Regions from separate parts of the Sus scrofa genome. Here all the other regions are linked to region 1. A link is a contact called in public Hi-C, HiChIP or PLAC-seq and promoter capture Hi-C data. All regions are on one chromosome and are shown on one strand. Each heading gives the region's core, a stretch centred on a gene start, on an enhancer-like site or on the middle of the called end of the contact. The rest is flanking DNA. Distances are from core to core; before and after follow the strand shown.

The links. Promoter capture Hi-C pulls out the DNA fragments that hold promoters and counts their contacts. A called contact is a pair of places that touch in the nucleus more often than the background predicts. HiChIP or PLAC-seq counts read pairs in DNA pulled down with a chosen protein or histone mark.
Region 2: a contact with region 1 is called in a promoter capture Hi-C map of liver, with 4 times the contacts expected there. The contact joins the promoter of SNW1 here to the promoter of AHSA1 in region 1. A contact is called at or near these places in 1 of 5 promoter capture datasets (liver) and 3 of 47 Hi-C or Micro-C datasets (heart right ventricle and liver).
Region 3: a contact with region 1 is called in a Hi-C map of liver, with 2.6 times the contacts expected there. The contact joins the enhancer-like site here to the promoter of AHSA1 in region 1. A contact is called at or near these places in 5 of 47 Hi-C or Micro-C datasets (embryonic fibroblasts, epiblast stem cells, heart right ventricle and 2 more) and 1 of 2 datasets of contacts at active chromatin or transcription factors (alveolar macrophages).
Region 4: a contact with region 1 is called in an H3K27ac HiChIP or PLAC-seq map of alveolar macrophages. The contact joins the promoter of SLIRP here to the promoter of AHSA1 in region 1. A contact is called at or near these places in 2 of 47 Hi-C or Micro-C datasets (heart right ventricle and liver) and 1 of 2 datasets of contacts at active chromatin or transcription factors (alveolar macrophages).

The regions. Positions count from the first base shown.
Region 1 is chr7:100,506,598-100,511,889 of Sscrofa11.1, reverse strand. It overlaps AHSA1 (activator of 90 kDa heat shock protein ATPase homolog 1), which reads right to left and starts at 1,294. Exons shown (of 9, transcript XM_001928890.6): 1 at 1,056-1,294. The coding sequence starts at 1,135. VIPAS39 (spermatogenesis-defective protein 39 homolog) reads left to right here and starts at 1,726. Exons shown (of 20, transcript XM_003356755.4): 1 at 1,726-1,859.
Region 2 is chr7:100,746,355-100,751,940 of Sscrofa11.1, reverse strand. SNW1 (SNW domain-containing protein 1) reads left to right here and starts at 2,527. Exons shown (of 14, transcript XM_021099555.1): 1 at 2,527-2,630. The coding sequence starts at 2,617.
Region 3 is chr7:100,651,535-100,656,756 of Sscrofa11.1, reverse strand. No RefSeq gene overlaps it. Among named protein-coding and RNA genes, the nearest start is that of SPTLC2, 15 kb to the right of the region's middle. Within about 2 kb of position 3,901, at least 49 of the 83 cell types and tissues checked have an H3K27ac peak or open chromatin away from gene starts, as enhancers often do. A contact at or near this core is called in alveolar macrophages, embryonic fibroblasts, liver and 1 more, where this site is marked.
Region 4 is chr7:100,709,032-100,715,004 of Sscrofa11.1, reverse strand. SLIRP (SRA stem-loop interacting RNA binding protein) reads right to left here and starts at 4,533. Exons shown (of 4, transcript NM_001097472.1): 1 at 4,420-4,533; 2 at 2,369-2,427. The coding sequence starts at 4,516. ALKBH1 (nucleic acid dioxygenase ALKBH1) reads left to right here and starts at 4,591. Exons shown (of 6, transcript XM_021099556.1): 1 at 4,591-4,805. The coding sequence starts at 4,623.

The DNA.
Region 1 (5,292 bases), core at 45-2,544:
CCCCCGTCTGACCAAGTGGAAAACTGTGCACAGCTTGCTGAGGTCAGGAGCACACTACTGTCTAGAGAATGCACTATTGAGCTAAAAGGTCCAGTGAGAAATAAACCAATAATTTTAACCTCATAAGCAGTATTTGACCTGTTAAATTCAAGCGTGCCACAAAATGCTCTACACATTCTGCGCCCTCTAAATAGCTAGAAAATCAATGTTAAGCCAAGGACTTTCAAAGAAACAAAAAAAAATTAAGTCAAGCACATTATGTTAAGAGGAGAAGTGGCGGGCTGAGATACAGAGAAGAAAAACTACCTACCTCCCAACTTACTAAGTAGAGAAAACAGTAAAAAGAACTACAACAAAGTAAAAATAAAGACAGTATGAACAGAGTTCAGTGGACTTAAAAGAAAACATTACTTCCAGAAGATTTCATGAAGAATGGTAGGCTTTCAAGTGGTCAGGTTATAAAACCACGATTGCCCGGCAACAAGGGGCAGTCCCTGTAATTACAATACAATCACTTAACAGTTCCGGGTGAGAGGCCGTGGCGCCTTGAGCATCACTGAACTCTAAGCACCTGCTGAACACGTTCCAAACCTTAGCCTTCTGGAGTGAGGCAGCGGTTCGCTATGACTTACTTTTAAATTCCACCCGTCAGTGGAAAAATAGAAATCCTAACCCTCCGCAGCCTAACCCTGCAATCTCCGAATACAGTCCGCGACGGTTTGGGTCTCAGTGACTTCTCCGGCCACGTGTGGGAAGCACCTCTCTGCCCAGGCTGAATACAGCTGCTAGGGGTTATGTTCTCTTATATCTGAAACCCCTCCTCTGGGGCGCAGCCCTCCACGTCGTACCCCCTGCGCCCCCCTCCGCCAAACTGAAACGGAGACCGGAGAGTAGAGGAACCTGGAACTACGGACCCCCACAACAAGAAACACCCACGCCCATCTCCGGGCAGGTAGGGATGCCTCGGCCCCAGCTTTGTCCCGGCAGAGGTTCCGGGGACCCTGTAACCCCGGCCCTGCCGTAGCGTTCCCGCGGCCTGGCCCGCTGGCCCTCACCAATGCCAGTTGTTGACGTTGGTGGCGTCCGCCCGCTCCTCCACGATCCAGCGTGGGTCGCCCTCACCCCACTTAGCCATCGGCTCGCCTATCGCGCCGCCACCAGCGCCTAAGCAGCCACAGCCACAGCCTCAGGACCGCCCGGTCCCAGCCGCCCGGCAGCGCCTGGAAACTACTAGAAGCGGCCGCAGATCCTCCTAGCTTGCTTTTCCCTCCACCCCCCGCCCCTCCCCGCCTCAACTTCCGGCTCCTCCTCCGTCCTACCGGGTACTTCCGTTCCCCCTCGTCGGACCTTAGCTTCCCACTGCTCTAGGGCTCCTGCTAACTCCTTCGGGTTATCCCGTAAAAGGCCCGAAATGCAACCCTCAACACGACCATTCCCCACCCGCAGAGACCCAAAAGACAAGTCTCACTGTTTCCCTGAACCCTTAATCTGCCCTGTTGAGCCTCATGGGAGTTGTAGTCTTCAGTGACCCTGCAAAATAACCGCGGAAGGTCGTGCAACCTGTAGAGGAAACCTCCTAAGCACGGTGCGCTGGGTGTTCTGGGAGTTGTAGTCATGAGGCCCGGAGTCTGTCCAGGCAGCGTCGGATGATCGAGGCGGCGAGAACTACAACTTCCATAATGCGATGTGGCTTCCTTTTTGACTCATGGTTCCTCCCCCTCTGCGACACCTCCTCCCGCCTCTCTCCGAGACTATCCCCTTCCGCCCCTTTTCTATGTCGCAAAGATTGTGTAGAAAGGCTGGTCCAGCGGCGGAAGAGTCTGGCGCTGACCTGAGAGGGAGGGCTCGGTGTGGAAGAGGTGAGGGTGTCCCAAACCCCTTGGGCCACGTATCTGGCTGAGTTCAGCCTCTCCGCATCCATATCTTCCCCCCTATTCTTTGAGGCGTCCCCAGACCTCCCAGGCCTGACTCTTGTTTCAGTCCCCCTGACCCCTGGGTTGGGAGCCAGTGTACACTCGGTGTTGGGGCTGCGAATGAGCCCGAACAGGTGATTTTGAACGAACTTCTGCCCCACCAGGGTTCTCCTGGGCTCTGGCCGCTTCTGTAGATCCGTGTTTCCTGGACGTGGCCCGTGGAGTCTTCCTAGTTTAAGCCACATTTCCTCGTCTCAGTTCATAGCCGCACCTTTGTAGGCCTGGCTCGGAAGATGTTAAATGAATCCGAATATGACTTCTCAGTAGCTGGCTTCTGGGGTGTTCTGAGGCAGGGAGCGTGTTGGTTGTAGATATTTTGGGGGTGTCCGTTTTCTTTTCCTTATCGTGTTCCTGTTCTCCCCTCGGATCTACTATCCAGTATTGTGGGTTCTCAGTAAACAAGTGACAAGGACAAGCCCTGAAGTATTTTAAGTCGTGCGGAAGCACCTTTCATAGTCACTCTTAAAATTGCACCTGGTGGTTTTATAAATTCTAGAACGATTAAATGATTGTCTTTTTATTTACTGAGTAGATCTTGGTTCTGATTTGATGCTGGAAGTACAAACTAGTGTCACGTGTTCATTGCCATTGCATGGTTAAAAAAGATTCCAGAAGTCCTCTGGTGGATTATTGGATTTGTTAGACATATTCTGTGCTTATTCGTAGACACTTACAGATATTTATTTTTTGTAGTATAGTAAGGACCTGCGGTCGTTTCCCCTAGAGTGATAAAAAGGACCATGCAAATCGAAGTGGAAATGATCTAGGAGAGAGAAAACCTGGATTATAGAAGCAATTAGCTTAATACTTTTGATGCTTAATCCTTTTGTGCCTCATTTCCCTCATCAGTGAAATGGAGTCTGCCAGGCCTCCCTTAAAGGGTTGTTCTGAGGATTACAAAGTGCTCTATAAAGTGGCATCTCTACCAGAGACATTCACATCCTGTATACACACCTTCAGTGTTTGGGATGGGCACTTAGAAGTTTTGTGTCAAATAATATTTTTTTTAAACTTTAGGAATGCTTAGAAAGATTTTCTTTCTACCTTTGACATTAATAAGTCTTTCAGTTGACTTATTAATAATAAAAATATTGAACATTAATTTTGTATCAGGCACTAAAGTGCCTTATGTGTTTAAACTGGTTTAAGCCTCACATCAGTCTTACAAGGTGGTTTCTTTTCTTTTTTTTTTCCTTTTTGTCCTTTTAGGGCCACACCTGAGGCATGTGGAGGTTCCCAGGCTAGGGGTTGAATCGGAGCTGTTGCTTCCAGCCTACACCATAGCCACAGCAATGCCAACCAGATCCAAGCTGTGTCTGCAACCTACACCACAGCTCATGGCAATGCCATATCCTTAACCCACTGAGCGAGGCCAGGGATCAAACCCGAAACTTCATGGTTCCTAGTGGGATTTGTTTCCACTGTGCCATGACAGGTGGTTTCTATTGTTATGCCCATTTCACAGATGGCTGAGATAGAAAGATGGCAGAAGATATACTATACTGGAAAGTCCTAACAGTGTTTATACTAGGCACCTTGTTAGGTGTTTCTTGAGTCCTATTTATTCCTCACTGCAGTTCTGTGAGCTGGGATATCATTTTCTCCAAGGCATAGAAGTAAAATTATTTACCTGTTTGCTAGAATTGGAGAGGCCAAGATTTGAGTTCAGGTCTGCTTGACTACAAAACCTATGCTTGTCCCAATAAAAGGGATGATTTCATTGTGTTTGCCAGCTTTTTATTTGGTTTTGACTCCCTGGATTAAATACACAAAAGAATTTTTTTTTTTTTTTTTTGGTCTTTTTAGGGCCATACCTGTGGTATATGGAAGTTCCCAGGCTAGGGGTAGAATCAGAGATGCAACTGTCACCTTCCAGTCCTCCACCACAGCCACAGCCACAGCCACGCCAGATCCGAACTGCATCTGCAACCTACACTGCAGTTTGTGGCTACACCAGATCCTTAACCCACTGAGCAAGGTGGAGGGATCGAACCCTCATCCTCACAGACACTATGCTGGGTTCTTAACCTGCTGAGCCACAATGGGAACTCTGACAAAAGGATTTTTAAGACACATCCAGGTTCAGTAGAAATCAATTAGTGATGTCCTCATGGAAAAGGGTCAGGTAGTTAAAAATTCTCAATCTTACCTTTGCCGTCCCTAGATCCCCTGAACTCGAAGTGAGAGCAGAGTATGTTAAGGGCCGTTGGGAGCCTCAGTGGGGCTGCCCAGATGAATGTTCCTTAAGCTTCTGTTGAGAAAGGTGCTATTGAAAGAAAAGAACAAGCAAATCAAGCCTTTAGAATTGGACATTTCGTAGCCTTTGGAGTTATTTTTGGTGCTGCGGGAGTTTTGGTATCTAGTTCTTGGCTTACATCAGTTTTCACTCTAATCCAGTTGTCATTGATACTTTAGTTTGTAATTCTAAGGCCAAACTCTCAGGGTGAAATTAATTTTAGAGTGGTTAGGAGAGGGACTGGTAGTGATTTGACTAATTCTTTTTTTTTTTTTTTGCCTGTTAGGGCCGCAGGTGCATGGCATATGGAAGTTCCCTGCCAGGGGTCGAACAGGAGCTACAGCTGCTAGCCGACTCCACAGCCACAGTAATACCATATCTGAGTCACGTCACCTACAGCACAACTCACAGCAACGCTGGATCCTTAACCCACTGAGTGAGGCCAGAGATCGAACCCAAAATCTCATCGAACCCGGATCTCCGTCAGGCTCCTTACCACTGAGCTACAGCAGGAACTTCAGACTAATTCTTTTTTTTTCTTTTTTTTGTCGACTAATTCTTTATATACTTCCTTTTGTGGCCATGTCCTCATTTCCCAAATTGTGGACAATATTTGTTAATAAATTAATCATGATTTGACAACATAAACAGGATAATTCAGCTTCCTTTAATTACTTGCTTGCTTTTAGGCATTGAACAGACATGAGGGCAAGATATTTGTCAGTTTTATTCACTGTAGTATTCCCAGGGCTTACAGCAGTGCCTCAGAGATGGCAGTTAATAGATATATGTTGAGTCCATGAATGCAGTTATTATCTGTTCTGTTTATGCTTTGATTGATCTTGTGTATTCAGCAAGGCTCATGATGCATTTTTTTTTTTTTAGCACTTGCCTCCTTTGTTCTATTACCTTTAAACATACCTATGCTGAATACCCCAGTTCTGTTGTAGAGTCCTTCCAAGAGGGACTATGTTTTTTCACTTTTTTTTTTTTTTTTGCTTTATAAGTCTGTACCTGTGGCATATGGAAGTTCCCAGGCCAGGGGTTGAATAGGAGCTACAGCTGCTGGCCTACACCACAGCC
Region 2 (5,586 bases), core at 1,278-3,777, 240 kb before region 1:
GTGTGTACTTCTAAATGAAGGATAAACTATAAAAGATATTTTTGAGGTTATCTATAGAAAGAGAAAGGGAGAAGTTCCTGTCGTGGCGCAGTGGTTAACAAATCTGACTAGGAACCATGAGGTTGCGGGTTCGATCCCTGGCCTTGCTCAATGGGTAAAGGATCTGGCGTTGCCATGAGCTGTGGTGTAGGTTGCAGATGAGGCTCGGATCCAGCATTGTTGTGGCTCTGGTGTAGGCCAGTGGCTACAGCTCCGATTAGACCCCTAGCCAGGGAACCTCCATATGCCGCGGGATCGGCTCAAGAAGAGGCAAAAAGACAACAACAACAAAAAAAAAAAAAAGAAAAAGAAAAAAAAAGAAAGGGAAAAAGCAGGTAGGAGCAGGGAAATAATCTAGACTTCTCTAAATGTACTACCCATTGGTAGTTACCATTTGGTAACTTTTGGCTTTGAAACCATTTAAATGTTTTACCAAACTATTTTTAAAAAATCAACTCCTAAAAATCCAAAGCAAAATGAAATATGTAAACCTGAGTATCAAGTTAGTGGTGTAGTCACACAGAGAGGAATTATTCCAAGTCATTTTAAAGCAATGCAATTTGACTGTATGTGCTTAGAAAGATATACCCTGAGGACAAAAAAAAAATCATTGAAAAGGAGTTCCCGTCGTGGCACAGTGGTTAACGAATCCGACCGGGAACCATGAGGTTGAGGGTTCGGTCCCTGCCGTTGCTCAGTGGGTTAAGGATCTGGTGCTGCCGTGAGCTGTGGTGTAGGTTGCAGACGCGGCTTGGATCCCACGTTGCTGTGGCTCTGGTGTAGGCCGGCAGCTACAGCTCCGATTCGACCCCTAGCCTGGGAACCTCCATATGCTGTGGGAGCGGCCCAAAGAAATAGCAAAAAGACCAAAAAAAAAAAAAAAAAAAAGTCATTGAAAAAAATTCAGAAACTATTATCATTAGGCATATCTTTAGTCATCATATTAGAAAAGTTTATTATGAAACCATTATATATATACATATATAACATAAGATAAAGCAAATGAGTAATTATCTTAACACATTAGGTACCAATACCATCATCTTCAGAAGAGATATGCATATAAAATCAAAGTTAGGTAAAATCTGTGTAATCCTAATCTTGCATTGGAACTATTAGTATGAATGCATGATGGAGTTTCTCAAAAAGTATGATTGGGAGTTCCCGTGGTGGCGCCGTGGTTAACGAATCCGACTAGGAACCATGAGGTTGCGGGTTCGGTCCCTGCCCTTGCTCAGTGGGTTAACGATCCAGCGTTGCCGTGAGCTGTGGTGTAGGTCGCAGACGCGGCTCGGATCCCACGTTGCTGTGGCTCTGGCGTAGACTGGTGGCTACGGCTCCGATTAGACTCCTAGCCTGGGAACCTCCATATGCCGCAAGAGCGGCCTCAAAAATGGCAAAAAAAAAAAAAAAGTATGTGGATATGTGAACTTTCTAGCTCTGTCCACTGAAAAGGTTTACAAACAGCAATTGCCCAGTAACAGTGAGCATTTGTAGCATCCAGGTCTTTTTCTCTAAATATCACTTTTCCACTTAAAGGAAAGCTCCTTGGAAAAATGACTGATTGAAAGTCTAGGGCAGAAAAAGTACTAAACTAGCCTAGAACGTCGTGTCACACCAGAAATCAAGAGTTGGAGGTGGAGTTGGAGGTGGTGTTGCTGCCTCTGCTCATACTACGGTGTTTGGTTTGTGAATATTCAAACTATACACTTCTGTAGGCAACGTTTCTGTATGTGTGCTATGCTACTATTAAAAGTTTGTTTCTATACCATGGAAAGTTTCCAACGTATAAAAAAGTAGAGAGAATTGTATAAGGAACACCATTTCCCCATTATCTAGCTTCAACAGTGATTAAAATTCATAGCTAACCTTGTTTCATTTACAGTATATTCCATCCACCTCCCTCTTCCCACTGTGAAGATTTCGTTTATCCTATCACTTCATCAAAGACTATGTTGAACCCACAAACTATGTAAAAGACAATCTAAGCCATACATACATAAAGACATACATACATAATACACCTAAGGAGTGTTCCAAAGATAATTACTAAGGATCACAAAATACCTCCCCTGGAGAGTGTTTTGGAGGTGGAGTGTTACGTAGGGAACCGCGTGTAAAAACTTTTGAGTATGAAAGTTTTCAGAGCGCCCAAGAACTCTCTATTCTCCAGTCTCACAATTTCCCAACCATTTGATTTAACCCAACTCTTATTTAACGTTCCCCCCCCCGCCCCCCGAAGGCTTTTGTATTTGGAACCATAACAAAAGAAATGAGACAGAGTGGGGAATAAAAAAAGACTTAAAAAACATCTCAAATTTGTTAGTATTTTGCCTAGGGAATGCTGTATCATGTCATAGTGTAAGAGTGATGCATTTGCGTTTTCTTAACTGAAGCGCTTATTCTGTAACTGGTTAGAAAAGAACCAAATTGTAATCTTGCGCAAAGAACTACAAATCCCAGAAGGCCCTTCGGCTAGGGCGCCTGCGCATCGCGCGCTCCTTCCTCTCCCCAACCCTTCGCGGGTAAAGACCCGCCCCGCGGTACTGTCGCTCGCGCTGGAAGAAGCGGAAGAAGATGGCGCTCACCAGGTGGGTTGTTGATTGGGGTCCTCGATACGGAAGGGTCTGGGAGTACCCTCCGTTTTTATTTCTCTGTTTATAGTCTCCGGGCGGTAGCCAGGCCCGGGCCACAGAGCGACTAGGCCAAGGCTAAGCCCTCCCTCCAGCCGCCGGGACGACTAGGCCTCTCCGAAGCTGGGGTCTTTCCCGAGTGGCTTCCCGGGTTGAGTTCGCCCCCTCACTAGGGCCGAAAGCCGCGGCATGGCGAATAGTTCTCTGGTCTGAGATGCTGAGGATTCGCACGTGTTTTTCGCTTAAGCATTTTGGGGTGGTGGAGATCGCTCCTTCGGGTCCGCGGCTCGGGTGGGCGCGATGGGGGTATGGAGGGCAGTGGCTTATTTGTCTGGGCGGAGTGAGGCGGGCAGGAGGCGACGGCCGGGCCGTTTGTTTGCCGAAGTCTTTTCTTTCTCTGTCCCGAAACAAGGATTCCTTGAAAAACGGGGCCCGACACTGAACGGAGACTTCACATCAGCCACAGTAGTGGCCGCTGTCTCCTAATTCGCGCCGCTGCTCCGCACTTTAACATCGGATCTTAGCATTTCTTCCATAGATAGAACTACTTCACATTTTTGCTGTTCCCAGTTGCCTTGGCAACCGCAAGTAAAGTGGTCCCCGCCCTTAAGAAAAAGATGCTTAAGGAGAAATATTCCTAGTTGTTACGTAACTCCTACTAGTCTGCGACCTTGTTGCCCCATCTAAGAAGAAAAACTTTTCTTACCAACAAACGCCGAAACAGAAAAAGTTGGGTGTCAAACAGGGTAAGGAAAGTAGTCGTGTTAGGAGATCCGCTTGGACTCCCTAAACACGCTTCATTCCCCTCATACACATTTTTCCTGGCTGATGACAGTTAAGAATCCTAAAGATATTCGAATTAGTTCTTTGGGGGATAACTTTCGGGTGCCTTGGTCTATCCTAGGGACTGTGTATATATAGAAGGAAATCTGACAGTCCTTGGCTGCAGGGAAGATGAAGTACAGGAATATAGATATTAAAGGACAACACAGAATGCTTATTGTGTTGTACTAACCTTAATTGCAAAAAAATAAGATGGAATGGGCTAGATGAACTGGAGAGTTTTCTTTAGTAAATAAAGGTTGCAGGCAGCAAATATTCGATTGAGTGCCCTCCAGATGGGAGGCAGTGTGACAAAGACTAGTAGAATTAGGAAGAAAGGCTTTGTGGAAAAAATGGAATTTGAAAATACCAGACATATTGTGGTTATTTTGTGCTTAAAATTGCAGTGACAGAGTTCAGTCTTTAAATAGTTTGTCTTAGGAACTTACATAGCTTTCTGGTTTTGTTGAGTTTTAGCTGACTTGATTTTTAGAGATGGTCTCAAGTTTTCAGGTAAAATATTATTATCTCTAAGATCTACCAGGGATTCTTAACAGCAGGGACTTGACATATTGATGTATTACAGTCTTGGTATCACAGTTGATTGTTACTAACTAAAGATCTAAAGTCATACTGATTTAACTTTCTGAACTCCTGTATTTAAGGTTATGTATCAAATAATTTCATTTGCATTTAATACAATTTCTTTAATAAAGGGGAAAAGATAGACTAAGGTGCCTGTACAGTGGCACTGTTGACATTTTGGACTGGATATTTCGTTCTTGTCTTGGGCATATTAAGATGTTTAGCAATATCTTTGGCCTCTACTCACTAGATATCAGTGGCACCTTCACTCCCTCTCTCCCCTTTACCCCCCAAATTCTAACAATCAGAATAGCTCCAGACCTTGTCAAGTATCTACATTGTAGATAAGTTGCCCCCTGTTGAGAAACACCGAAGTAGACTTTCTGTTTACATATGCAGCCCACTCCCACTATAGAAGTGTATTTCATTATGGGAATGTCATCCTTTATGGGGAACAAGGAGATTAAGACCTTCTGGAAGGCTACGGTGTGTTCTCACCATAATCCAGGTCAGGCTACCTGTTTACTGGATTGTCCAAACTCTGCTTTGGCAGGGTGCCTGCTTTTTGATCATTTTAGTAACTAGTTCTATCAACAGTGCGTTAAGGATCCCACATTGTCACTGCTGTGGCCTTGGTTGCTGCTATGGCTCGGGTTTGATCCCTGGCCTAGGAACTTTTGTATGCCGTGGGTGGGGCCAAAAAGAAAGAAGGGGAAGGAGGGGAGGAAGAAAAGAAAAGAGAAATGAAACAAATATTTTGGCTTCTTTGTTACTGTCTTTGTATCCCTCCCATGTATTGGGTACTGCATGGTTTACCAAAAAGCCCAGAATTTTGATTCCATTCATCCATCCATTTATTCATTCACTCAGTAAATATGCATGTGTTGAAAATCCACCATGTGCAAGGCTAGTGTTGGTTTTACAGCATTGAATCAGTCTTATCCTCACAGCTTACATTCTAGGGGAGACAGACTAGGAGTAAACAAATCAATGATGCAACTTCAGGTATTAAGTACTAAGAATAAAATACAGATAAAGGGATAGAGAGTGACTCAGTGTGGAGTGGAATGCTGTTTTGGTTAAGGTGGTCATTTAGCAGCTGCGAGGGAGGTATAGTGGAGCTGGGACATGAATACTAAGAAACAAGCACTAAAAAGTTTGGGAAAGCGTTTTCTTGATAAGTAAATAGAATTTTTTATGGCAGTGGAAAAGCAAATGTAAAGATCCTGAGACGACTTGTTTAAGGAAAGGCAGTAAGGTTGTAGTGACATAAAAATGGTGAGTGCAAAGGGTAGAGTGAATTTATTTCTCTTGCCAATATTTAAGTAGGCCCAACCATGAGCTAGCTAGATAATTCCTGGAGAGTTAGGGGTGGCAGAAACAGAAGATGTGGTTCCTGCCCTCAGGTTACCCAAAGTCTAGTGAGAGAAAGAGTAAATGAGTAGATAATTGTGGTACAGTAAGACAGATGTTATAATTGTGGTACACAGAGGGTCTTTTGAGACTA
Region 3 (5,222 bases), core at 2,652-5,151, 140 kb before region 1:
GTTGTTTTAGACTGTTCACTGCTTCTCCCTTGGATAAGATTATATTTCCTTGCCTTGTTGACATCATGCTTGACCATGTGATTAGTTTGGGCCAATAAAATGTCCGTGGAAATAAGATGTTCACCTCGGAGCCACAGCTCTAAGAGCCAGCAGTTGGTCATTGTGGATCTCTCTTCTATGGACCACAGTAAGGACAGCCAGGCCCTGGGGGTGAAGGTAACACAGAGCACAGCCTGCTCCCTGCTGAACACAGAGCCTGAGTGAGAAATAAACCTTTGTTACATGACACTGAAATGTTGGGGTCGTTTGTTATGGCAGCAGAAACTGACCTATCCTGACCAAGATGAGCCAACAAAGCAAAACTACTCTGATGCCTCTGTTAGCACAATACATTGTAAACTTTTCAGTTTTTTTCAGTTTATCAAAATGATTTCTAGGAGTTCCCCTCGTGGCTCAGTGGAAACGAATCTGCCTAGCCTCCATGAGGTTGCAGGTTCAATCCCTAGGCACACTCAGAGGGTTAAGGAACTGGAGCTGCAGCTGCCAGCCTATACCACAGTCACAGCAACATGGGATCTGAGCGGCATCTGTGACCTACACCAGAGCTCAAGGCAACACCAGATAATTAACCCACTGAGCAAGGCCAAAGATTGAACCCAAATCCTCATGGTTACTAGTAGGGTTCCTTACTGCTGAGCCACAATGGGAACTCCAGAGCAGAAGAATTTCTATGAAGGACTTTGGGCCAGTGCAAGCCCCAGATTTATTTCCCTCTTCCATCACTCTGTGTCAAAGCAGGACTGACTTTTGCAGACTGTACTTCCAGAGTCAGTAGCTTCATGCTGAGCCTAGCCAATGGAAGACAGGAAATTAGGAGGCGGAAGAAAGGGAAAGGTCAGAGTACTTCCCCCTTTTCTCATTGCCTTGACAGCATCTCTAGCTGCTGCTGCATCTTTTCTGTGCCTCTAGCTCCTACTGGGCAGGCCCTCCACAGTTCTGACATAAAACAATTGACCCTGGAGTTCCCATTGTGGCTCAGCAGCAACGAACTCAACTAGTATCCATGAGGATTGGGTTCCATCCCTGGCCTTGCTCTGTGGGTTAAGGATCCAGTATTGCCGTGAGCTGTGGTGTAGTTCCCAGTTGCACTAGGATCCCGCATTGCTGTGGCTGTGGCGTAGTCGGGTAGCTGAAGCTCTGATTCGACTCCTAGCCTGGGAAATTCCATATGCCACAGGTGCAGCCCTTACAGGCAAAAATAAAAACAAAAACAAGAAAGACCCCATCCCTGGGCTCCGTAACACCGGCTCCTTTCTTGACCCTTCCTTATAGGCTGAAGGTTGGTGTCCCCCCTAATTCTTATGTTGAAGCCCCATCCCTCAACACGACTGGATGTGGAGATCGGTCTTCTTCAGAGGTGATTAAGGTTAAACGTGATTATCAGGATGGAGTCCTGATCCTTATAAAAAGAGACATCAGAGAGCTTGATCCCTCCCCATCCCCTCCCCCTCCCCCTCCCTCTCTCTCTTCCTCTCCCTCCCTCCTCTCCCTCTCCCTCTCTCTGTCTCTCCTCCTGCACAACATAGTGAGATGGCAGCTGCCTAGAGAAGAGGCCTCAGGATGAAACCTACTTTGCCGGCACCTTGATCTTGGACTTCCCAGCCTCCAGAACTGTGAGACATAAATTCTGTTGTATAAGCCACCCAGTCCATGGTATTATTTTGTTTTGGCAGCTTGAACAGGTGAAGACACCCTTTGAGCTAAGGAGTGCAGGTAGCCACCTGACATTGTTCATTTCTGGGCTCCTTCCAGCTTCTCAGCTTTTCTATCACCAATACTCTGCATTCAGCTCCCTCTGTTTGGAGGGCTTGCAGTGGTTTACCCTTTTCCTGATCAGACCCTGAATGATTCACTCTTTCATTCTCAAGGACATTGCGTGGCCTGAGGTATACCCAGCTCGCACGGCCGACAATACAGTGTGCTGCTTGAGAAAGACACCATAAAGCTAGGCTGAGTTTGAATCCTGACCCAACCCCCTTCCTTGTTCAGTCTCCAAAGTGTAATATTAGTCTCACTAAACCTCAGTGTCCTCATCTGCAAAATGAGGGTAAAAATGCTAATGTCTAGCCCACAGGGGATGTAATGCTTGAAGGGTACTTAGCCCAGTACCCTTGATGTAATGCTTGAAGGGTACTTAGCCCAGTGTCTGACCCAGAGGAAATGTTCAGTAAGTGTTAATCGAATAGGAGGAAGGAGAGGGCCTGGTGAGAAGCTGCCATTGTCAGGCATAATTACTCGAGTGTTCCGATAATTTGCGGGGTGTAGTCGGTCTCCTAACAGCACTGGGAGCCTCTTGTGCAGCATCCCAGAAACTTGTTTATAATCCCCTTCTCATAATCAGGGCCCAGAACGCATTGTGGGAGAGTCTCAGAAAGTCAAGTTGGCCCTGATTTCCTGACTACCGCAGAACATCTTAGGTGAGGCCTGCCTTTCCTTCTGTACTGCCTACAGCTGGCCCTGAACTTGAGCTTGGTTTCTGGGCCTTTAACCAAAGGACCCCAATATCTGCAGTGCTCTCTCCCCTCACCACTCACCCCTCACACACCCCAGCCAGACCCCAGCATCTAAGGCCTTCTGAAGCCTTCAAAAACCTAAACAACTGCTGAGAATCCCAGACCTGGAGGCAGTAAACTTTTTCTGTAAAGGGTCAGAGAGTAAATGTTAGTGTTTGTTTGCAGGCCACTTAGAGTTTGCATGCTAACTACTCAGTTCGCAGTAAAATTGGGAAAGCAGCAGTAATGAGTGGACATGGCTACGTACCAATCCAACTGTATTTATAGACAATAACATTTGAATTTCATATAATTGTCACCTGTCACAAAATACTATTCTTCTGATTTTTAATCCACCTAAAATGTAAAAAATATTCTTAGCTCTCGGGCTGTAGCAAAACAGGCAGCAGGAAGAATTTGGCCTGCAGGCTATAGTTTTCTCTTGGCTTTTACAGCAGAAGTTCCCAGACCAGAGACTGAACACATGCCACAGCAGTGATCTGAGCCACTGCAGTGACAATGCCAGATCCTTAACCTGCTAAGCCATGAGGGAACTCCCCCTGTGCTTTTTCAGTTATGGCTCTTTCTTTCCTTTGCTGTGTGATACTGGGCAAGTTACTTAGCCTCTCTGGGCCTCAGTTTTTTCATTAAATTATTTTTCAGTTTCACTGAAATGTAAGTGACATATAACACTGTATAAGTTTAAGGCATACAGCGTAATGATTTGACATACTTAAGTTATGAAATGATTACAATAATTTTAGTTCACATCCATCTGGGCTCCAGGAGTTTCTCTGTTTGTTTTTATTTTGTTTTGTTTTTGTCTTTTTAGGGCTGCACCTGCAGCATATGGAGGTTCTCAGGCTATAGGGGTCCAGTCAGAGTTATAGCTGCCGGCCTACACCATAGCCACAGCAACACCAGATCCAAGCTGCTCACGGCCCAGCTCAGGGCAATGCCAGATCCTTAACCCACTGAGCAAGGCCAGGGAATCGAACCTGCATCCTCACGGATACTAACTAGTAGGATTCGCTATCATTGAGGCACAACGGGAATTCCTGTCCACTCTATCAGCACAAAGCAAACCCAATATTTCAAAAAATAGAGCCAAAATGGTGTAAAAGTTTACTTTTCTCCGAGTACTCCCTTATTAGGTGATAAGTGTATTTGTTTATATATTTGTTCTAGGCATAAAGTTCCATTCACTCATTCAAGAAATATTTATGGAGCTCCTCCCAAGTTCAGAGCACACACTGGATGCTTTTAAATGAACGGAACAGACTTGATCCCTCCCAGAGGGTGGAGCATGAAAGAAGCCAGGGAAAGGCGTGGGGCGTGGCGGGGAGGGGGCAGTGTAGGAATGGACAGTGTAGGAACGCAGAGAAAGAGGGAGGGACACAGCGGGGAAGGGAGAAGGGAGAGTAGGACGGAGATCCACCCCAGTGTCTGGGTTCCCAGAATTGTCCAGCTGTCACTCCAGCCCACACCTCCTTCCGGTGCTTTCTGCAAACACACGCTTCAGCTTCCCAGGCTGGCGCCGGCCCTGGGACATCCTTTCCGTCCCGGCCCTCCCGGGCGCGCGGAGGGAGAGGGGAAGGAGCTCGGAAGTCACACCCGTCTGCCTCGCACGCCCTCCCCCTTCTCGGAATTGCTCGCGGCCCGGCTCGCGGCCCGGCTCGCAGCCTCCAGCAGATCCCTGCGTCCTGGCCTCCACGCAGTGTTCTCATCTCTGTGGGGAAACAGTATTCAGGCGGGCCCCAATCCGTTTCAGTAACCTTTTCAAGAGAAATGGTGCTGCGGGTGATTGCTAGGGAACGCACACAAATACACGATCTCTGTGGGACTGAAGCCTAAAATAACCTCCAGACGGGCCTCTCACTCTTTTGAGTGGGATGGGGCTGAGGTTTGAGGGCCGTCTAATCCTACCCTCTGTTTTCTCACTGACACCTTTTTTTTTTTTTTTCCCTTCCCTTTAGGGCCAGTCCTTTTTGGTTTGGTTTTGGTCTTGCCCTGCAGCATAGTTCCTGAGCCAGGGATGGAATATGTGCCATATCAGTGATCCAAGCTGCTGCAGTGACAGCCGAATCCTTAACCACTAGACTACCAAGGAACTTCAGTCCTTCCTTTCATTAGTATTTCTTTCTTTCTGTTTTCTTTTTCTTTTTTTGTTTGCTTTGTAGGACTGCACCTTCAGCAAATGGAAGTTCCCAGGCTAAGGGTCCAATTGAAGCTATAACTGCTGACCTACGCCACAGCCACAGCTACTCAAGATCCAAGCGCGTCTGCGACCTACACCACAGCTCAGCGCAATGCCAGATCCTTAACCCACTGAGCAAGGCCAGGGGTCGAACCTACATCCTCATGGGTACTAGTCAGGTTCATTTCGCATGTGCCACAACTGGGAACTCCAAGTTTGTTGTTGTTGTTGTTGTTTTTAAATAGGGCCACACCCAGGGCATATGGAAATTCCCAGGCCAGGGGTTGAATCAGAGCTACAGCCACAGCCACAGCAATGTGGGATTGAGCTGCGCTGCAGCCTACACTGCAGCACACGGAAAAGCCTGATCCTTAACCCACTGAGTGAGGGCAGGGATGGAACCCACGTCCTCATAGATACTAGTCAGGTTCGTTACCACAGAGCCACAACTGGGAACTCCAAGAAAAATCCTT
Region 4 (5,973 bases), core at 3,284-5,783, 200 kb before region 1:
GATCCCTAATCCTCTGCACTATAACAAATGCCTGAACATTCTACACCTCACATTTCTGTAGAATAAATTCCTAGAAATGGAATTGCTAGATCAAGGCAAAGGCAAATTCTTAGTTTTGGTAGATTTTTGCCAAATTCCCTTCAGTGAAAGTATCAGTTAAACTTCTAAACAATTTCAGTACCGGCTTCCCTACACCTTCATTAAGGCTCGATATGCATGATTCGGTTAAATCTTTGTAAGGCAAGCAACATTAAATCGAGAGTTAAGAATTTAAGTTACTTTAAGTTGATGTTGATATCTTACCACAGCCTTTTCAGTGCCATGAAGAGAGGAACAGTTTTAGTGAAGCATGGGTAAATTCTATGTGTACTCACATCACACCCTGCAAACACAGTAATTCCAGAAAGTCCACAGGAGTCCCCTGGTGGTCTAGCAGTTAAGGATTTGGCACTGTCACTGCTGTGGCTCAGGTTCAGTTCCTGGCCTAGGAACTTCCACATGCCATGTACACAGTCCCCCACCCCAAATGAAAGTCCACAGAAAATACAGCCCATGATGAGTAGGACACATTTACAGACTATTTCTAAACCCTCGTGAGGAAGCAAAGAATAGAACAAATATAAACATACACAAAAAGAACTCAATTCAATGAGGATAAAGGTTAAAACAGACATTCTCCACCAGTTAGTTTTATGATAGAATTAACCTCTACTGTCTGAAGTCATTATTAAAACACTGTAATAGGGAGTTCCCGTTGTGACTCAGTGCTTAGCGAATCCGACTAGGAACCATGAGGTTTCGGATATGATCCCTGGCCTTGCTCAGTGGGTTAAGGATCTGGCGTTGCCGTGAGCTGTGGTGTAGGTCGCAGAGGCGGCTTGGATCCCATGTTGCTGTGGCTCTGGTGTAGGCCGGTGGCTATAGCTCCGATTGGACCCCTAGCCTGGGAACTTCCATATGCCACAGGAGCGTCCCAAGAAATGGCAAAAAGACAAAAAAATAAATAAAAATAAAATAAAATACTGTAATAGGCAAAATTCCATGATGCCCCCAAGATCTCCAAATGTCCCATCCTATTATTACTCCCTGTACGATCCCCTCCCCCGAATGTGGGTGGGATCTATGACATGCTTCTAATGGCAAGGATGATGTGGTGTCACTCCGAAAACTACAGTATAAAACTGTCTTGGCAGACTGGAAACTCCCTTGCTGACGGTGAAGCAAGCTGCCATGTTGGGAGAAAGCCTACAAAGAATTCAGATAGGAGTTCCCGTCATGGTTCAGTGGTTAACAAACCCAATTACTATCCATGAGGACTGGGGTTCGAACCCTGGCCTCGCTCAGTGAGTTGAGGATCCCAAGTTGCCAAGAGCTGTGGTGTAGGTAATAGACATGGCTTGGATCCCACATTGCTGTGGCTATGGTTGTGGCTCCGATTGGCCCCCTAGCCTGGAAACCTCCTTATGCAGTGGGTACAGCCCTAAAAAGACAAAAGACAGAGATCCTGTCGTGGCACAGCAGAAACAAATCCGACTAGGAAACACGAGGCTGCAGGTTCAATCCCTGGCCTTGCTCTGTGGGTTAAGGATCCAGAGTTGCCATGAGCTATAGTGTAGGTCGCAGATGCAGCTCGGATCTGGCGTTGCTGTGGCACAGGCCGGCAGCAACAGCTCCGATTAGACCCCTAGCCTGGGAACCTCCACATGCCGCAGGTGAGGCCCTAAAAGGACAAAAGACAAAGCAAACAAACATAAGCGTTCAAATAACAAGACACTGCAGGCAGTTCTTTGGAGCTGAGCACAGTCTCCAGCTGAAAGCCTGCAAGAAAGCAAACAATCCAGTCCTACAGTTGAAAAACAAATTCTACCAACAACCTAAGGGAGCATGGAAACCAATCTTTCCCAGCTGCGCCTCTGATGAGCCTGCAGCTCCAACTGACACCTAGATTGCAGCTAGGTGAAACCCTGAACAGAGGACCCAGCAAAGCTATGATCTGCAGAAAATGTGAGATAATGTATGTGTTGTTTTGAGCCATTAAGTTTGTGGTAATTTTAGGCAAAAATATAAAGCTAAGACAAATACCTCAAAAAAGGATAAAGTTTTTTTGGGGGGCCACACTCATGGCATTTGGAAGTTCCTGGAACAGGGATTGAACCGAGCCACAGCAGTGACAATGCTGAACTGCTAGGCTACCAGGCAACTCCCTTTTTTTTTTAAACTTTTAATCAGTATCACCCACAATTTAATCAACAAAGATTGAACCACTTTATCCCACTAGGAATTCATAGAACTGATATGCTTTGACAAAAAAAAAAAATCAAGAATTAGAGGATAACATTATTACTTTTTTTTAAAAGATAATACTCACAAAAGGTACGATGCACTTTCGTATATGGCCAAATTGTGCAAAATGTTCTCTCAGCTCATCTGTTTAGGAAGAGAAAATATATTTTAAGAGATGTTAGTCCTACACTGCCCATCCTAGATTATAGACAGAAACCAAAAGGGGTCATAGAGCCCCCAAACTTCTTGTAAACAGGAGCTATTTTGCATTTCCTTGAAGCCTTAAAATGTAAGAAATAGCTACAGTACTGATTTTAAAGCTATAATGTACTAGATTTGGGGACGTGATGGGGCAGGGACATGGAGAGATAAGCTGCTGAGTTGACTGTGATCTTTCATCCCCAGCAAGTATTACATAACGGATTATAATCCCTATAAGAATATCACACAGAAGACAGATAAACAATTATAATACAGTGTGTTGTTGGCTATATTAGAGACTTCCAAATAAAATCCCTTTTTTGTAATTTAAAGTTTACATTAAGTATTTGTTACTTGGGGGGAAGGGGCTGCAGCAGCTTGATGTGGGATCTCAGTTCCCAGATCAGGGATTGAACCCAGGCCACAGGGGTGAAAGCATGAGTTCTAACCTCCTAGGCCATCAGGGAACACCCAAAATGTTGTTACTGCCTTACTCTCCATTGCTGGCTCAAAGTTACTTTCTAGTACAGCAAATGAAATTCTGGGTATCTGTCCTGTGGACTCCTGTCTTTACCTGTTCTTCTTTAATATGTCAGTAATTCAATCTCCTGCCTAAATTTTAACCTGCAAGTAATTCAATCTCCTGCCTAAATTAACCTGCAAGACCCAGGCCAAATACATCCACAGATTATTTTTTATTGGACTCCTACAAACTGCAAGACAAGATAACATAGTAGCCCTGTGAGATCTCAAAGATGAATAGTGAATAATCTTAAAAATCAAAAACTAGATGATCTTTTTTCTCTTCTGAACTTGTACTTTCGCTAACTTACACTTCATATTACCTGCTTCATTACCCTAGTTCGTCTCAACATCATTGGTTCAACTGCCTATATTCGTTGTTTTTAAGTCTCCTCACCTCCACCACTACACCAACGCTTGCAAAGTGTTGAGTCCATGATGTCCACAGTTATTGATACATAATAGGGCAATGTCTGCCAAATGAATAAGTAAGCATCTAGGAGTTCTCTTGTGGTGCAAGGGGTTAAGGATTCAGCGTTGTCACTACAGCAGCTTGGGCTGCTGCTGTTGGATGGGTGTCCATCCCTGACCTGGGAAGGGCTACATGCCTTGGGCGTGGCCAAATAAATAAACACCTAACAATCCTTCAACAAGCCATAGAAGCTAAATTTCTGAAGCACTCTAATAGTTGATCAAACCAACTGGCTAGATCAGGATCTCACAGAACATTACTAGAGGATAAACAAAACAGTTTTACCTACAATTGTTATAGAAAAAACAGCTGCAAGCACCAAGAACAGTGCCTACCACATAATAGATACTATGTTTCCTGAATGAATGAATAAGAGAAACTGTCTCCAAAGTTGTTTGTTATACAGTCCAAACCCATTATATCTGGAAACTTGCACGTGCAAGATGCTAGCGAAACCCCTCAGCCTTTCCACAAAGTTTTACAGGGCCTAAGCAAGGCATTCTACATACTGAGAAAGTGAAGCACAAATGGATCTATCTACTATCCACACCTGTTCCAATCCTTTGTTTAAAGGAGCTGACCTGATATATGAATATCAGCAAAACTGAGCATGGATTTTTAAGTTTTGGGAAGCAAATGTAAAAACAATAACTCAAAACTGCAGTTGCGGAGTTCCCGCAAAATCGTAAATCTTAGAATTTCCAAGTAATAAACCTTTCGACTCCGAAAGCCTAGAGACCTAGAACACGTGCCCCAAAACTCAAGAGGCATACCTAAACAGCTAACTGCAAACGAAATTTCTTTCTACTCTCTGGCTTGCTCAAGAGCAAACTCAGTCTCCTAATTCAACTACCACGCTGATTTAAGTGCTCTGCAGAAAGCCAAGCTCCCTTGGATTGCTTGAACCTAAAATTTCCGCCCCTGCTTCATCTCCAACTCACTCGAGGCCGCAGTCCAGGGAATCTTCCTGACAAACGCAACGGGGCGACCGACATTGGCACGCATCGACAAAACGCCTCTCGCCGCCGAAGCCGCCATGTTTAAATTGAGGGACCCTAGAGCTTTGAGGTCGCGACCCCGGAAGAACCTGTCTGACCCGGGGGCGCGAAAATCAGCTTCCGGGTCAGAGGAGACGGGCCGCGACATGGGAAAGATGGCGGCGGCCGTGGGCTCTATGGCGACGCTGGCAGCAGAACCTGGAGAAGACGCCTTTCGGAAGCTTTTCCGCTTCTACCGGCAGAGCCGCCCTGGGACTGCTGACCTGGGAGGGGTCATCGACTTCTCGGCAGCCCACGTAGCCCGCGGCACGGGGCCTGGTGCCCACAAGGTATGGAGAAAGGAGCGGCGCCTGCCTACCTGTCGCCTCGCCTCCCTTCTTGGAGAAGTTTCAGTGTTCTTCTCACCTCTTTTCTCTCCCAGACTGAGTGTTATTGAGCGATCCCCGCCTTCTATGGGCAGTAGTAGAACTGCCTACGAAGCGTCACACTTTGGGGACGAAGATCTCTGCTAATCGTTTCTCCACACAGCTGTTCCTGGCTGCAGCTTCTCATCAGAAAATGTCAGGAAATTGGTGTTTACTGCTTCCATTAAGTGTCCATTTGCTTTCATACTTAGATTTGTGTGAAAACCCGTAAACTGATTTTTAGGTGTTAGAGTAGAGCCCTGCATCTTGAAGAAACCAGCTACTCCGAGTAATCTCAGAACTGAGAGATTGATGTGATTAGTTAAGCCGTTTTTCATGAAAGGCCTTCTCTGTTACTTTCAGAAAGAGGGCACTAAAAGATTCTGAAATAATCTTTACAGGTTAAAAGTAAAGGGCAAATGAATCCAGACACCGTATGTTATTTCTGCCTTCCTCACCTTTTTTTTTTTTTTTTTTTTTTTGCTTTTGCTTTTTAGGGCCGCCCCCAGGGCGTATGGAAGTTCCCAGGCTAGGGGTCACATCCGGGCTGTAGCTGCCGGCCTATGCCACAGCATCACCAGATCCAAGCTGAGTCTGCAACCTACACCACAGCTCACAGCAATGCAGGATCCCTAACCTGCTGAGTGAGGCCAGGGATTGAACCCACATCCTCCCGGATACTAGTCAGATTCGTTTCTGCTGAGCCACGATGAGAACTCCCCTTCAACATTATTTCTTATCCACAGATGGCTGCATGAGACATTCTTTCCAAGCTTAGTATTAGCTCTCAGAGTTTCAGAATAACATACAGAAAGTCCAGGAATAATGTATTTAACTCATGGGAGAACCCCTTGGACCTCCATTTAACTCCTTTGCCCATATTTTACCATAATACTTATAAGATTACTTATAAAATTAAAGCCGCCCTAGAAGGGGACATTGTGTCTAGCATAGTACCTAAACCAGTAAGTACTCAGTAAATACACCTTTTATTGGGTATATAAAAACTTGGGTAGTATTTAGTTCCACAGCTCAAAACAGATTGAAAGTAGCAAATTAGAAAAGGAGAAGGTTGCTATTAAGAAGACATCAT